Linked DNA regions of Strix aluco: region 1 is linked to region 2. A link is a contact called in public Hi-C data. All regions are on one chromosome and are shown on one strand. Each heading gives the region's core, a stretch centred on a gene start, on an enhancer-like site or on the middle of the called end of the contact. The rest is flanking DNA. Distances are from core to core; before and after follow the strand shown.

Region 1 (6,480 bases), core at 1,912-4,411, 160 kb after region 2:
ACACCACCAATCTTAACTTTTTGGACAGATATTTAAGAAGAGTTCTATGAACTCACCTACGTGCTCTAATTACTGCACAGTTTTATATTATCTGAAGGAGTAGCTGACACTTGCCTGCTGCATCACAGCAAAGTATGACCTGATCTGATCCAACCATATTGAAGCAACTCCTTAAGGAGGAGGAAAAAAAAAAAAAAAAGTACACTGTCAAGCTTAATTACATGTAGACTTTTTTTCAGGTTAAGCCAAGACATAGCAGTATTTCCCATCCTACCCTTTTCCTACTTGCTCTACATTGAGCACAAGCTTAATCATCATTCTTAATTAGCTGATTTGTTTTATTCAGCAAGACCAAGTAGTAGTGCAGTGAAATAATTTACATGAGTAAAGTTATTAAAATTTGTATTTCAGTGAAATGCTTAAGAACAAAGCAAGATGGGGATCTCACAGGCTGAGGCAGAGTAGAGCAGAAGCCTTGCCTCAACCTAAACAGCAGTCCTACTGATGCAATCGTGGTAACATTAATTGTTTAGAGAAAAGAATCATACAGTTAAACAAAATTTCTTCACTTTGAAAAGCCTTATCAATCCTAGAATGAAGAACATCATCTCTGATTTTGACAAACTCAAGTTACCTTTAGAGAGAAAATTAGTCCTTGAAAGTTGCCATGACTAATTGCGCTGTTTAGAATCAGCTGCTTCTCTTAATACAGCATAGAAATGCTTATTAACATTTTCCAAATGAATAAATATATACTATTTTAAGACACTCAAAGAATTAAAAAATGGTTTATTTGACAGAATGTCAGCTTTTAGCTGAAATCAACCACATAAGTTTACAAGGAGAAAAAGAGAATTCTCTAAGCACTTCAATTTAGCTAATTATATTAACGTCTCTTACTGAAGAAGTAGGGAGATGTACATCTTTAATTAAATGAACACATGAGTATTTTTTGAATCTATCTAGGGCCTAAATTGCAATTTTTAGCTATAATAAGTTATTTTAGGAAACGCAATAATAGTTTTGACTAGACACAGACATTTTTTGAAATAAACAGTTGGGCAGAAAGAGGCTGAAACTTCTAGTTTTTAACAAAAATTTAATGGTACAATTTTAGAACATGACCGGCATCATATCAAAGACCTATTTTTGAAAAATTCAACACACCAAAGCATGTTTTAAAGTGTTCAGTTCTATCCCAGCTTTACAAGAAATGACTTGAACTAATAAATCTTAAAAAAGGGCAAGAGAAAACAAGTAGGCAATTACTTTTCTAAATAGTATTTTCTCTAAAGATTTTTCTTCCTCCTCCTTCAGCTGGCTGTTGATTATACCTGTAGAAGTGATGGCTCCTAATGTTTACTTAATTACTAAGGGTTTGTAACTAGAGCAGTTCATTTGTGTTTAACAAGGTCCTCACTTTCCAACAAGCACTGTCCACCAACCCTCCCTCCTCCTTACCCAGAGGAATTCCTCTTATCCTTTTGTCTTCAAAATAAACTGCTTTTGGCTACCATTTCCTTTTACTGCACACCTCCCCCTACCACTTTCTCCTTTAAGCAGGATACACTGATCTTGCAATATCCACATAAAGACCTCAGCAATTCAGAAGTATTACATACTTTTCTGGTACAGAACATCTGATACTAACATTCATTTTCCCTAGAACATCCAGGGCTGTGTCACAAATTCCTTATAAACATGGCTGGGTTTGCAGGGGATGAATGAATGGAAAAAGAGCCCTCTATTTAAACGACAGATGGAAGTACAGCCTGGAGCAGCATACTTGTAACAGTGCTAACTCCCAATGCAAGACAGGGTAAGTGGTTTCTCTGCATACTCAAACTGTAGCTTCTTTGTCAGCTGACACAAGTTTTATAAAGCAGAAGCAAATTACTTACCAAACTATTTATGCAAGCTTATTATTAGAGTGAAAGGACTGGTCATACTATACTCCAGAGCTATGCTACAAAACAGAGCACAAATCTCCCTCAAAAACACGGAGAAAAATAGTTTCCTTTTATTCGCTAACACTTTGTTGGGTGAATTCCAGTGGGATACCCTTTTTATCATAAAATCAGGTCTCAGGAAGGCCACAAGGTCATAGTCCCCAACACAATACTACCTTTTAGTGCAGCAAATCTCCCCAGGGTCTTCGCCCAATAGTCTCAGCTACCCTGAAACAGAGACAAGTATCATGCTTAAACGTTGCCTGCAGCTTCAAAACTCCAGCATGGGCACTCCCACATTGGATTGCCTTGGTGCCATTGCTGTGAAGACATGTTTTAGCGGTACCATGAATGACAACCCTTTTGCTCATACAACTGGGCACACAGGCAGCTATCTATACCTGCACAGAGGAAGAACCTGCGTGACAGCAGGGGGCGCTCCCTGAGAGCCCCAACCCAGGCTGTGGGGAGGAGGGGGCACCAGCTCCTGCCACCCCACATTTCAGCAGGTGACGCAGGCCACAGCCTGCCGGCAGGGCTGGCACACCTGCAACGGTGGAGCCTTAGAAAAACACACATGGAGATAGAGGGCCAACATCAAACCCACAGAGACCAAAGTCTTTCAAGAACAGGCGTGCTGCCCACCCCTTCATACTCCAAAAAGAAGCAGTAGGGCCCATGATGCCGTGAGCTCACAGCTGGCTTAGGACAGTGTGACCCAACGGCACCTCAGGGAAAAAGGGCTACCTGCCCCCAGGTACTCACGGCCCCGGGCTGGGTACTGGGGACCTGGCCTGAGGTAAGGTGGTCTCAGGGGTAGGAAGATGGCAGTGGGAACCTGCTCCGCCTCAGCAAGACCCCTGCCCAGCCCTCCCTCACCTCCCTCAGGCAGCAGCCCCTCAGTTGCGGGGCTCTCGAGGAAAACGCGGGGTCCGCCCCCACCCTTCCTGCTCGCTTCCTATTTGCTGCGGCGGGAAGGCGGGGCCGAAGCCGCGGGGAGTGATGTATGGGCGAGGGCAGGTCACGTGGGTCAGCCCCCTCCCCAGCTCGGCCGGGGGCAACTGCAACCGGTTGGCGGCCACGCCGCCCGCCCCCCCCCCCCCCCCCCCCCAGCACCCCGCCTGCCGTGCGCTGTCAGGCGGCCCCGGGAGTGGCCGCGGCAGGAGGAGCCTCGACAGCGCTGCTCGTGGCCCCGCACAAAGGAGTCGGGGAGCCGCATGCAGCGCTCGGCCAGGTCAGTCCGCGCCGCCGGCTGGGGGGGAGCTCGGTGGGGCAGTGCGGCGGGGGATGGTCGGACCTGGGGGGGGGCCGGTTCGCGTCGCGGAGCGGGGAGGGCGCTGGGGCAGCGGTGCTGCTTTCCCCGAGCGAGGTCCCGGGGGGCCAGCGCTCGGCACTCGGTGGGTGGCGATGCGGGTAACTGCTGGTGCGTGGCGCTGAGGAAAGACGGGGAGGGTGGAGCTGTGTCGCGGGCTGGCGGCCGCAAGCCGGCTGGTTCCCTCCGCGCCCCCGCTGCCCCCTTCAGCCGCCCCTTCCCACGGCCCCGGCTCCCCTCACGCACCCTTGCCTTAGCCCCGCCCCTTCAGGCCCCGCCCACCCCCGCTAGGCCCCGCCCACCCCGGCCCGAGGCTTTCGAGGAAAAGACACGGTCTTCCCCCGCTCTTCCTGCTGGATTCCTATTGGCTGCGGCGGGAAGGCGGGGCCGAGCCGCGGGGAGTGACGCGTCGGCGAGGGCAGGTCACGTGGCGCCACCTCCTCCGCCCTCCCCGGTTCGGCCGGGGGCAGCTGGAACCGGTTGGTGGCCGCGCCGGCCGTGCCCCCCCGCTCCCGCGCTGTCGGGAGGCCCCGGGCAGCGGCCGCGGACCCTGGCCGCGGGAGGAGGGGCGGGGCAGGGAGCCCCGGCGGCGCCGCCCGTAGCCCCGCACAAAGGGGTTGGTTGGGAGCCGGGAACGGCGCTCGGCCAGGTCAGTCCGCGCCGCCGGCCCGGTGTCGTGGTGGGGCCGTACGGCGGCGGCGGGGGACGGTTGGTGTATGCCCCTGGGGGGGACCTGGGGCCTGAGAAGTGCGTGGGTTGACGCTCCGCTGTGGGAGCGTCGCCGCGCTCCCCGCCGGCGGTCCCGGGGTGGGGGGGATCGCTTGTTGTGTGGCGATCTGAGGGGGAGGCGCGGCGCTGGGCTCCGAGGGGAGCTGGGGGAAGAGTGCGGGGTCCCGGGGAAGGGGGGGGCGGCTGCCCGCCCGGTGGCGGGGAGGGGCTGTGTGCCGCCGGGGGTGACCGAGATGCCGCACGACTCGTGCTGGGGTAGGGGGGGGCATCGTACCGGGAGGGCAGCGGGCCCGCCGGGCTTCCGACGCTACTGCGGCGGCCGGGCCCGGGCCGTCACCCGGGGAGTGCGGCTCGGCGGGCTGCTGGGCGGGGACACGCCGGCCCGGCGGGGCTGTTTATTTACGTCCTCGCCGAAAGCCGTCGCCCGGGGCGGTCCCGCGGCTACCGCATTATGCAAGCGGCCGGGAGGCTGGGACGGGGCGGACCGGCGCGCCGCCTCCCGGCCGGGAGCCGACGGCAGCGCTGCGCTGTGCGGGGCTGGCGGTGGGGCGGCCGCCCGCGGCGGGCCGGGAGCGCTCGGTACGTCCCGGGGTGCTGGGGGGGGGCGGGCATCCTGCCGTGCCGGTCGGCTCTGCCGGGGGGTGGGGAAGGCTTGCTCTGCTCTTGGGCTCTGCTTGGGACTGAAGGAACGTGTTATAATAGTAACGGCTCGCGATTCAGTATTCTCGATCCCGTAGGGACCACCGAGACAACTCTGGATTAACTTTGTTACCTGCTTCCTAACCAGGATGTTGCAAGAGGCACAGATTCATTTTCCTATTTTTTCTTTTTCCTTTTCAATCAATAGCTTGTCTTGCAGGGTGTTCGTGTTTTAATTCATTAAAGCATGCACTGTCAGGTGGAGATTAGCCTTCAAAGCATTTTAAATGTTCGTGGTAGAGTGAAATGGTTGCTAAGTGGAATTATTTTTTATTATAAAAAATATTTTTCCTTATAGATTTTTATGTATATTTCTATTGTAGCTCTGTTGTCTGTAAAATAACTACAGAAAATACTAAAGAATCAGGAGAATGCTGTTTGTCTTAATAGAAACTACTAAACTGCCACATAATTAATCTCTTAGTAAAGCAGGTTGCTCCTTACTAAAATGAATGCAGGCTTTCCAAACCCTTTAAAAAAAGTTGTTTGTTGTTGTACTGAGAGCTGTGCGGAGCATTATACGTGTTATTTGTCTGTGTCATTTCTAAGTGAGGAATGTTAGTATGATCACAAAGAGCTAAATTACTACCTGGTTAAGATGTTGTCAGCCACACTTCAATAATGAACAACACTACAGCCAAGAGAAGTCAAACTGAGGCTGTTCCGGTTTACTTGCAAATATGCTCCAGCCGTTTTCTGTCTTTTTCAAGAACTTTGCAAAACTGCTGGGACATAGCTAAGAAAGAAGAGTCTGCTACATGGACAGGTATTTTAGAAATGCTGAAAACCATTATGTTCTTGTTATTTAAAACAAAACAGGGCATTACAGGTGAACATAGTATTTTAGATAGGGATCTTGTGTTTGATTACCAGGACCGGCTTGGCCCTGCAAATGGGTAGTTAAATTGGTACTGAATATAGCATCTTAAAGATACTTTTCTCCATTGCTATATATTAAGGTGATGCTGTTTCAGAAATAGTACTTGGGCTTTGCTTCTTTCGAAATGTCAGCATGACCCTATTGGTAAAATTCCTGCCTTTAAATCAGAACAGCATGTCCAAATCTTGTATGCAAGTTTGTTCTCTGTCCAGTGTTAATACTGCAATGCAGTATGAGAGAGCTGCTGACTTTGTGACTGTCCTTCCTCACACAGTCAAGGTGAGGAGGGGGGAAGGAAGAACTTTCTGGTTGTTTGGGTGAAAATGAAGGAGTTGATGCTGTTTCTAAAAATTCTGCAGTTAGAGTGAAAGCATATACTCTGACCTTGTTCTAAAATCCAGGTGTTGTCAACTATTGTTACTTAATTTTAGTACATACCTAATTTGTTACTTTAGATGTACTCTATAATATTCTGATACTTTGTTAGGACCAACCACAAGCAACAAAAATCTTTCTTAATACTACAAGTTTAATTGGATTTGAATAGATATCACTTAAAGGTATAGTCTGAAGTAGCATGAGTTGATATTTTTATGCTCGAGAGTCTAAGGCTGTGATTAAAAATGACAAAACTGTGTCTTAAAACAGCAGTTTTACGTGATTAGGCTCATCTCTCTTTGTTCAGCATACCACCACGACACGTGGTGGATTTTCTATTGCTGCATATAGCACAGCTTTCAAGAAGGTGAAATATAAGTACAGTGCCTTCTCCTGCAGTGCGTGGTAGTGTTGAGATGCAGACTTCCCGAGGGAGGTTGCGGAGGGCTGTGGTGCCCTGCATCAGCCCCGCTCCTGCCCGCCTGCACTCGCAGCTGTCAAATGACTTGTCTGGGACTGGGGCACCTTTCCCC
Region 2 (6,483 bases), core at 790-3,289:
ACAGCTTGCTGCTGAGGAAAGAGCACATCTTGCTTCTCGCTCCCCTTCACTCCCAGCTATGTCACCCCAACTGTCTCCTTTAATCATCCATGATGCTCGTCAGATCTTTGTCAGGAGACAATATAAGCTCAGGAACTTTGCAGTAATTCTCCTTTTCTTCCTCCCTTTGAGTTATTCAGTAATCTGACAGAAAATGGTTCACTCCCAGAGCAGTCCACAAAGCACTGTAGTTGTCAAAAGGTTAAGGAGAAGCGGCAGTGCATGGAGCAAAAGGGGCAAGACCCCCCACTTTGGCCACACCATACTTCCCAGCTGGTGTACTGCATCTTGCAGAACACGTGGCAGATCTGATCGCTCTGCCCAACAAGGTGACTGTCTTCAGGCGTGAGCGACAATAAAGAAATATCAAAGTGGCACGTTTCAGACGTGCAGTCCCTTATCTGATCCACAAAGAGGGAGGCTACTGCGTTATAACAGCGCTGTGGGCACAGAATAATTAGGAGAGACTAAGCTGGGTGCTCTGCTGAATCTGGTGACACTGCACTTAATGATTCAGTCATTTAAGGTAGCATCTGCTGGGTGAACATGCATGTTTGCACTAACATACTGAAGCAGCAATACAGAGAAAAAAAAGAGGACTTTTACACTAGTTTTTCTTTTAATAAGCACAGCACACTTACTTTTGACCTTGTAACAAATAAGAACACAGATAAAAGCAAGCAAAGTCAATTCCTTTTAAAATTTGTCTTTTTTTCCATCATACAGACTAACACAAAGTTATCCCAAGGATTCTTTAGAGAACAATAATGTAAAAGATGTTTTGAAAATCAGATTGATCATCTTCAGCAGTATAAATAGCATGCAGTAAAAATAACGTGTAGCAATAGGGAAAGCAGAACAAGCAAACATGCAAGGGAAAAAGACAACATAAAGAGCTCACTGATAAATACGGGGGTTTGGGCATGAGAAATTATGCAGCCAAAACTGTGCTACTGCATTTAGTTATTTTTTTTTCCTCACATGAGCGTACGAAAAACTACCGACCAAGTTTGTAAATCCTGCAAAGCAGTCGTGGATTTAACCACCAGGTGGCAGCGGCCATCTAAGTATTTCGCACCCGGGGGCTCCCTGTGCCACATCGAGCTGCCGGGAACTACGCTACGCTTTGAACGGAGAGCAAAAAAAACCCATTCTGGAGGAAAATAGCTTCTATTCTTTTAGACATAAAGCAAAATTTGTTTGCTATTTAAAACAGCTCTCTTCGTAATTGATGACAGTTTTCCCAAAATACAGTTTTCTTGTAAGGAATCTGTATTTTGAACAGCAGCTCTTCTCAGAAAGTCCTCAAAGAGTGGTAGTTATTTCCACGAGTGTAAAACCCACGAGTCGGCTTTCACCTCTCTCTGCGCACCGGCTTGCCGGGCTGCTGTTGCTGCGGGGACGGGGAAGGAAAGCCCGTCCGAGCCGGGCGCTCGCCACTCACGACTCGTGCAGGGTGAGGGCTACAACCTTTGCTTCTGGGCTACGCCGGCTGCTTCTGCCCTCCCGGCCACGGCTGGGCCGGGCTGTGCTCCCAGCCTTGCCCTGGCGCCAGGCCTGGAACTAGAAGCGCCCGGCACAGCTCAGCCCCGCGCTGAGGGCGGCCGCTTTCACCCCCGCGGCAGCACCCCCAGTCCCAGCTGCCGCCAGAGCCCCCCGCCGGAGAGGAAGACGCTCGTCCCGGTGTGGAGCGGGGCGCCGGACACCCCAGCGGCGGCGGGAAGGGTTTCCCCCGGGGTAGGCCCCCCCCGAGCCCCGGTACCTGGAGGAGGCCGCCCATCTTGGCGCGCAGGGCGCGGAACTCCTCCGGCGCCGCCTCGGGGTAGAGCTGCCCGCGCAGCAGCTCCTCCGTGATGTCCGCGTTGCCGTAGTAGGCGGCCTGGGCGATGCCGCTGAGCAGCGCACTCAGCGGCTTGGAGCCCTCGGGCGGCGGCGGCGGCGGCGGCTCAGGCGCCGCCATTGTTGAGGGCGGAGCCACCGCCGGTCCCGGCCCGCCCGCGAGTACGGCGGCCGCGGGGGGACACGCCGCGCCGCGCTGGCAGGCGCCCACGCGTGTCCCCGCCGGAAGAGACGCACCGCGCTCTTCGCAGGCTGATCGTGACTATCAAGTACCCGCCGCGTAAGTGGAAAAAGCAGTGGCTCTGCCATCCGGACGGATTTTATTTCACGCAAATACCGAGGCACGCACTGCCGAACAATTGTACATTTCATTTCCGACCCACACAGGTGTAACGACACGCACCAACACGGAGCCTTCGCTGGCCAGTATCCTCCAGCCCCTGAAGCTTTCATGCAGTGCTTCAAAGGTATCTGTGATTAACAGAGGAAAAAATGAGAACACACGCCCCACCCTCCCCAAAAAACCCCACAACTAAAACCCAATCCCATTAACCAGAACCAAACAGGAATGACATGCCTGGGTACAATAAATTTCTTTCTAAACTGTTTCTTCCAAGAAAAAGCACTCTATTTTACTAAATACTTAGATATTTTAAGGAAACTTCCATAGGCTTTGCTCTCTGTCCCTTTGCTGTAAGATGCAGGGTAGATCACAAAACACAGTTAAGAAAAGGGTACTAATAAAAATCAAGTGTTTTCTCTGTGCACTGCTATACAAGTTTAAATATAAAAAAATATTAAAATGCTTTGTATATACACAAGATATGCAGTCACAAAAGAAACTGTGCTCTCAAGAGATGTCTACTGCAAATTTTCTTCTGCTAGTAATACAGTATCATTTACCATTTGATTTCCATTATTTAAGCCTTTCATAGCTGCACTCTTTTTCATGACAGACAAATACCCACACTGCTCAAAAATATAAAACATAAATTTATGATCAACATGATCTGTTCTGCCTAGTTCTTTATTCTGCATCTTTTTGTAAGTAGAGAACAGGCAAAGAACATGTGCAAGTTGCCCCTGCCTGAGGGGGAGCACACCATACCCCTCCAGAAGCTAGAGGTACAGGAAGAACTAACAGTACGTGCATGTAAAAATTTATTCCAGTCTCTCCATTCATTTGAACAATATTTAAAGCATCCTTTTTCACACATTTAGATTAAACAGCACCTTTAGAAGCTTTAAAGAATCTGGAGATACAGGAGTTTCTTTCAATCTCTAGAAATGAACACATAGGATGAGAAATGTAACTCCATGTGGGTACAGACTCTTCGCTGCACGGCTGACCCTTCTGAGACTCAAAACTCTTCTCTGACGAGTACAGTTCACTGTTGCTCATACATAGAAAGGAAAGGGAGCAAGGTAGTAACTCTTCATGGCTTATCTGTATCACCACGGAATACAAGGTAAAATTTCTATCACTCTGGTATAAATTTCTGAAGATATTGTTCCTGCTTTCTTCTGCTGCAAACTGAGGTATGTCATTAAGTCCTAATGAGCAACGCTGGTTTACTGACTTAGTTTGAGGTACAAAGACAAATTTGTTCTTATAATCACTTTTTGTTCTTGATCTCAGCCTACTCAGTGCCTTGCATGAAGATGGCGAAAAGCTGGTGAAAAGTGCATATTTTGACTTAAAAAACAGTATAAAATTATTCAGAATGCACATGGCAGCAACCGGTAACCTGTGTCTTTAAGAATATTATTTATTTGTTGTTGTAAACAACCTTATTTTTAAACAAATTAAAAATACATTGAAAAGTCTCTCTCTATGTATATACACAGTACATGTTGAAACTTCACTTCATTGCGATGCCATGGTTTAAGCAGAAAAACAAGAGTTCTTGATCCAAAACTCAGCTGCAATACAACGCTCTTCGGCAGTAGGGCACACCACGCTGCCAAGACCCGGTCCTTTCAGGAATACTTCATTTGTTATTTATCACCTGAACCGTTTTTCGGCCATAGTGGTAATAGCTGTACGCAGATGTTACCGTTGTGAAAGCCGTGATGCACCTTTGGGGAAAACAGTTCCTGTAAGTTGCTTGAATCTAAGTACAATAATAAAAAGTGTTATTTTTAAGCGTCTTCCCTATGTTTCACTACACAGTCAAGGACTATGACCTACAGAAATGCAGTTTACAGTTTATACGCTGAAATTCAGTGCTAAATGGAAGATTAGATAAACAAAGGAACTGCCAGCCAGCACTAAGTAGCATACTTCAGTGTGCTACTTCAGTACTTCAGTACTTCAGTGTACTTCAGCACACTAGGCCAAATTTTTACCATATTAGCACTTGTTTTAGAGAAGGGAAGACAAAATGTCTGTTTCACTATTTGTACCCTCTATCGTTTTTACCAGCTTGAGAACTTGAGAACTGATGTGAGAAAGTATCCCTTCGTAATATGAATTGGGGGCATTCAAAACATACAAACCATACAAGACTTGAACTTACTGTTTTACCAAGTTCCAAAGCTAAAGCACAAGTTTTGGCTTCAGCCTCTTTTGTCCCCTTCCCAGACACTGGGTAATAACCATAATATTAATTAATAAATAAATAAAATTTCTAAATTAGCAGTGCTCCTCTGTGTCAAAGGTTGACACCACGCAGGTGTGAGCCACCGCTACAGCCCTGCCCCTCCATCACCGCTGCCCTCCCTGGACACACTGCCAGACTCATCCAGGTCATTTTTGAGCATTTAAAGAGGAGCCTGGTAAGTTACACCCAGCATTTCTCCATTATTCATGACATCATAACTCTCTCATGGTCCCGGACAAGCAGCAAGGTAAGCGTCTTTCACAGATGCAATTCTAGATCTGGCTCTCCAACAGGATGAAAAACCCCACTGACTGTTAAGATCAAGGTTCCTAGTTCCCTAAAAGCTTTGGGTTTTGGTTTGTGGGCTTTTTTTTTTTAATAAAATGCAAGTAACACTGGATTTTCCACTGCTTTAAACTAAGTTACTAAGTAATTCTGCTATCTGCTGTTCAGCCTCTTTGTTCTGAACTCTTACCTAACTGCTCAGGAGAAGTAACTGCACTTGTACACCTGCTGTCAGCTACAATTCGGATTCAGATACAGTTCAGATCTGCAGTGATAGCAGTGAAAGGAACAGCCATTACATAAGGAGGTACGTTCCTGTATGCCTGTTTTCATTTGATCCCTCCCCTTCCTTCCTATAGTCTAGCAGGAATCACCGATCTCTTCAGGTGCTTTTCAAAGTGGCTTCAGAAACCTAGATTTCAAGACAGCAGATACAGTACAAAGCAAAAGTAAGAAAACACTTCCTGTCTATTTTTTTACTGATATCAAGGTTGCTTTTCCAAGGACCCTTACAGCATATAAGCATATTACACCAATAAAGAGCCCATAGAGCGTTTCTACTTTCTTTTCTATTAATCTGAATTTACATTTTACCTGTGTACATCATGTCTATTCTGAAGACTTGTTTCTCAGCTATTATTCCCAGATCTTAACTAGCTTCCTTTGACTACTTTTTGCTTGTATAGTAAATTAAGTACCAATAAATATCTAGGTCCTGTGTCAGTTAAGAATAAACATGCAAAAATTCAGGCATACAGGTCTACTACATCATCTGGGCACAGTTTTTTGTTCCACACAATTAGATTAATCTCAATTACCAGTTTCTTTAGGAGTACATTGTATTATCTGAAAAAAAAAGTGAAGAGATAAGTTACCATAATGTCTGCAGATATATGCTGTCCACATAATTGAAAACAGGAGCTGCTAAAGAAGCTGCCACCAAAATTAGCTGAACCGCTGTATTCATCTGATAAAAGCAAAATAGGAAATGTGACCAAAATGAAGACGTGTACTATGCAAGGAATACCAATATACACTTTTATTACTGGTTTACGTATTAGTCTATATACAGAAAACTTGTTTAGAAACCTCTTTTAATGAATCATTTTACACACTCAAAATTAGCATGTGCTCTGACAGAGTATTATTGAAAATCAGGATGCAAGTCGCCTCCAAATTAGCTGGCACTATTTTGGAACCGCACTCAGCAGTAGGAGTAAACAGCCCCCTCCCTCCAAACTAGACACCACCCCAAGTACTGAGGAGTTATCTCTTGTGACAAGTTGCTTACCTTGCTAATGAATGTTGGTTTTAATTGGGCAGTAGCGTAACAGGGGTTAAAATACCTACTGAGTGTTCTCTGTTGGGGGAGAAAAAGAGGAAAAAAAAAAAAGGCAATTCTAGTATATTCAATTTGATACACCTCTTCACATGATACAGAAAAGTCAACTGTAGCACTAAAGAATTATACTGCTACTGCTCTTGTATGATATATTACACATCATACACAGGAAAAAAGTTATCAGTAAGTGACTCATCTCTATGAAACCTATTTTATGAAATCCTGTTCTGCTTACAAATCTATCTGGCAAAAGTGCAAGCACAGCCTTACATCTTAGGCTATCCACCCAAGTTTTGAGCAACCATCTCAAGATTAAAAACTCTTGGTTATAACTTTGTTAAAGCCTTATTAATTTTTTTATACATGTAAAAATAC

What was found. A called contact is a pair of places that touch in the nucleus more often than the background predicts.
Region 1: a Hi-C map of brain shows a contact between it and region 2, with 5 times the contacts expected there. The contact joins the promoter of GPCPD1 here to the promoter of COMMD1 in region 2. A contact is called at or near these places in 2 of 2 Hi-C or Micro-C datasets (brain and heart).

The regions. Positions count from the first base shown.
Region 1 is chr3:11,171,252-11,177,731 of bStrAlu1.hap1, forward strand. GPCPD1 (glycerophosphocholine phosphodiesterase 1) reads left to right here and starts at 3,162. Exons shown (of 20, transcript XM_074817353.1): 1 at 3,162-3,183.
Region 2 is chr3:11,016,663-11,023,145 of bStrAlu1.hap1, forward strand. COMMD1 (copper metabolism domain containing 1) reads right to left here and starts at 2,040. Exons shown (of 7, transcript XM_074817326.1): 1 at 1,802-2,040. The coding sequence starts at 1,999. CRLS1 (cardiolipin synthase 1) reads right to left here. Exons shown (of 7, transcript XM_074817331.1): 5 at 6,058-6,126; 6 at 5,642-5,733; 7 at 3,027-3,957. The coding sequence ends at 3,870.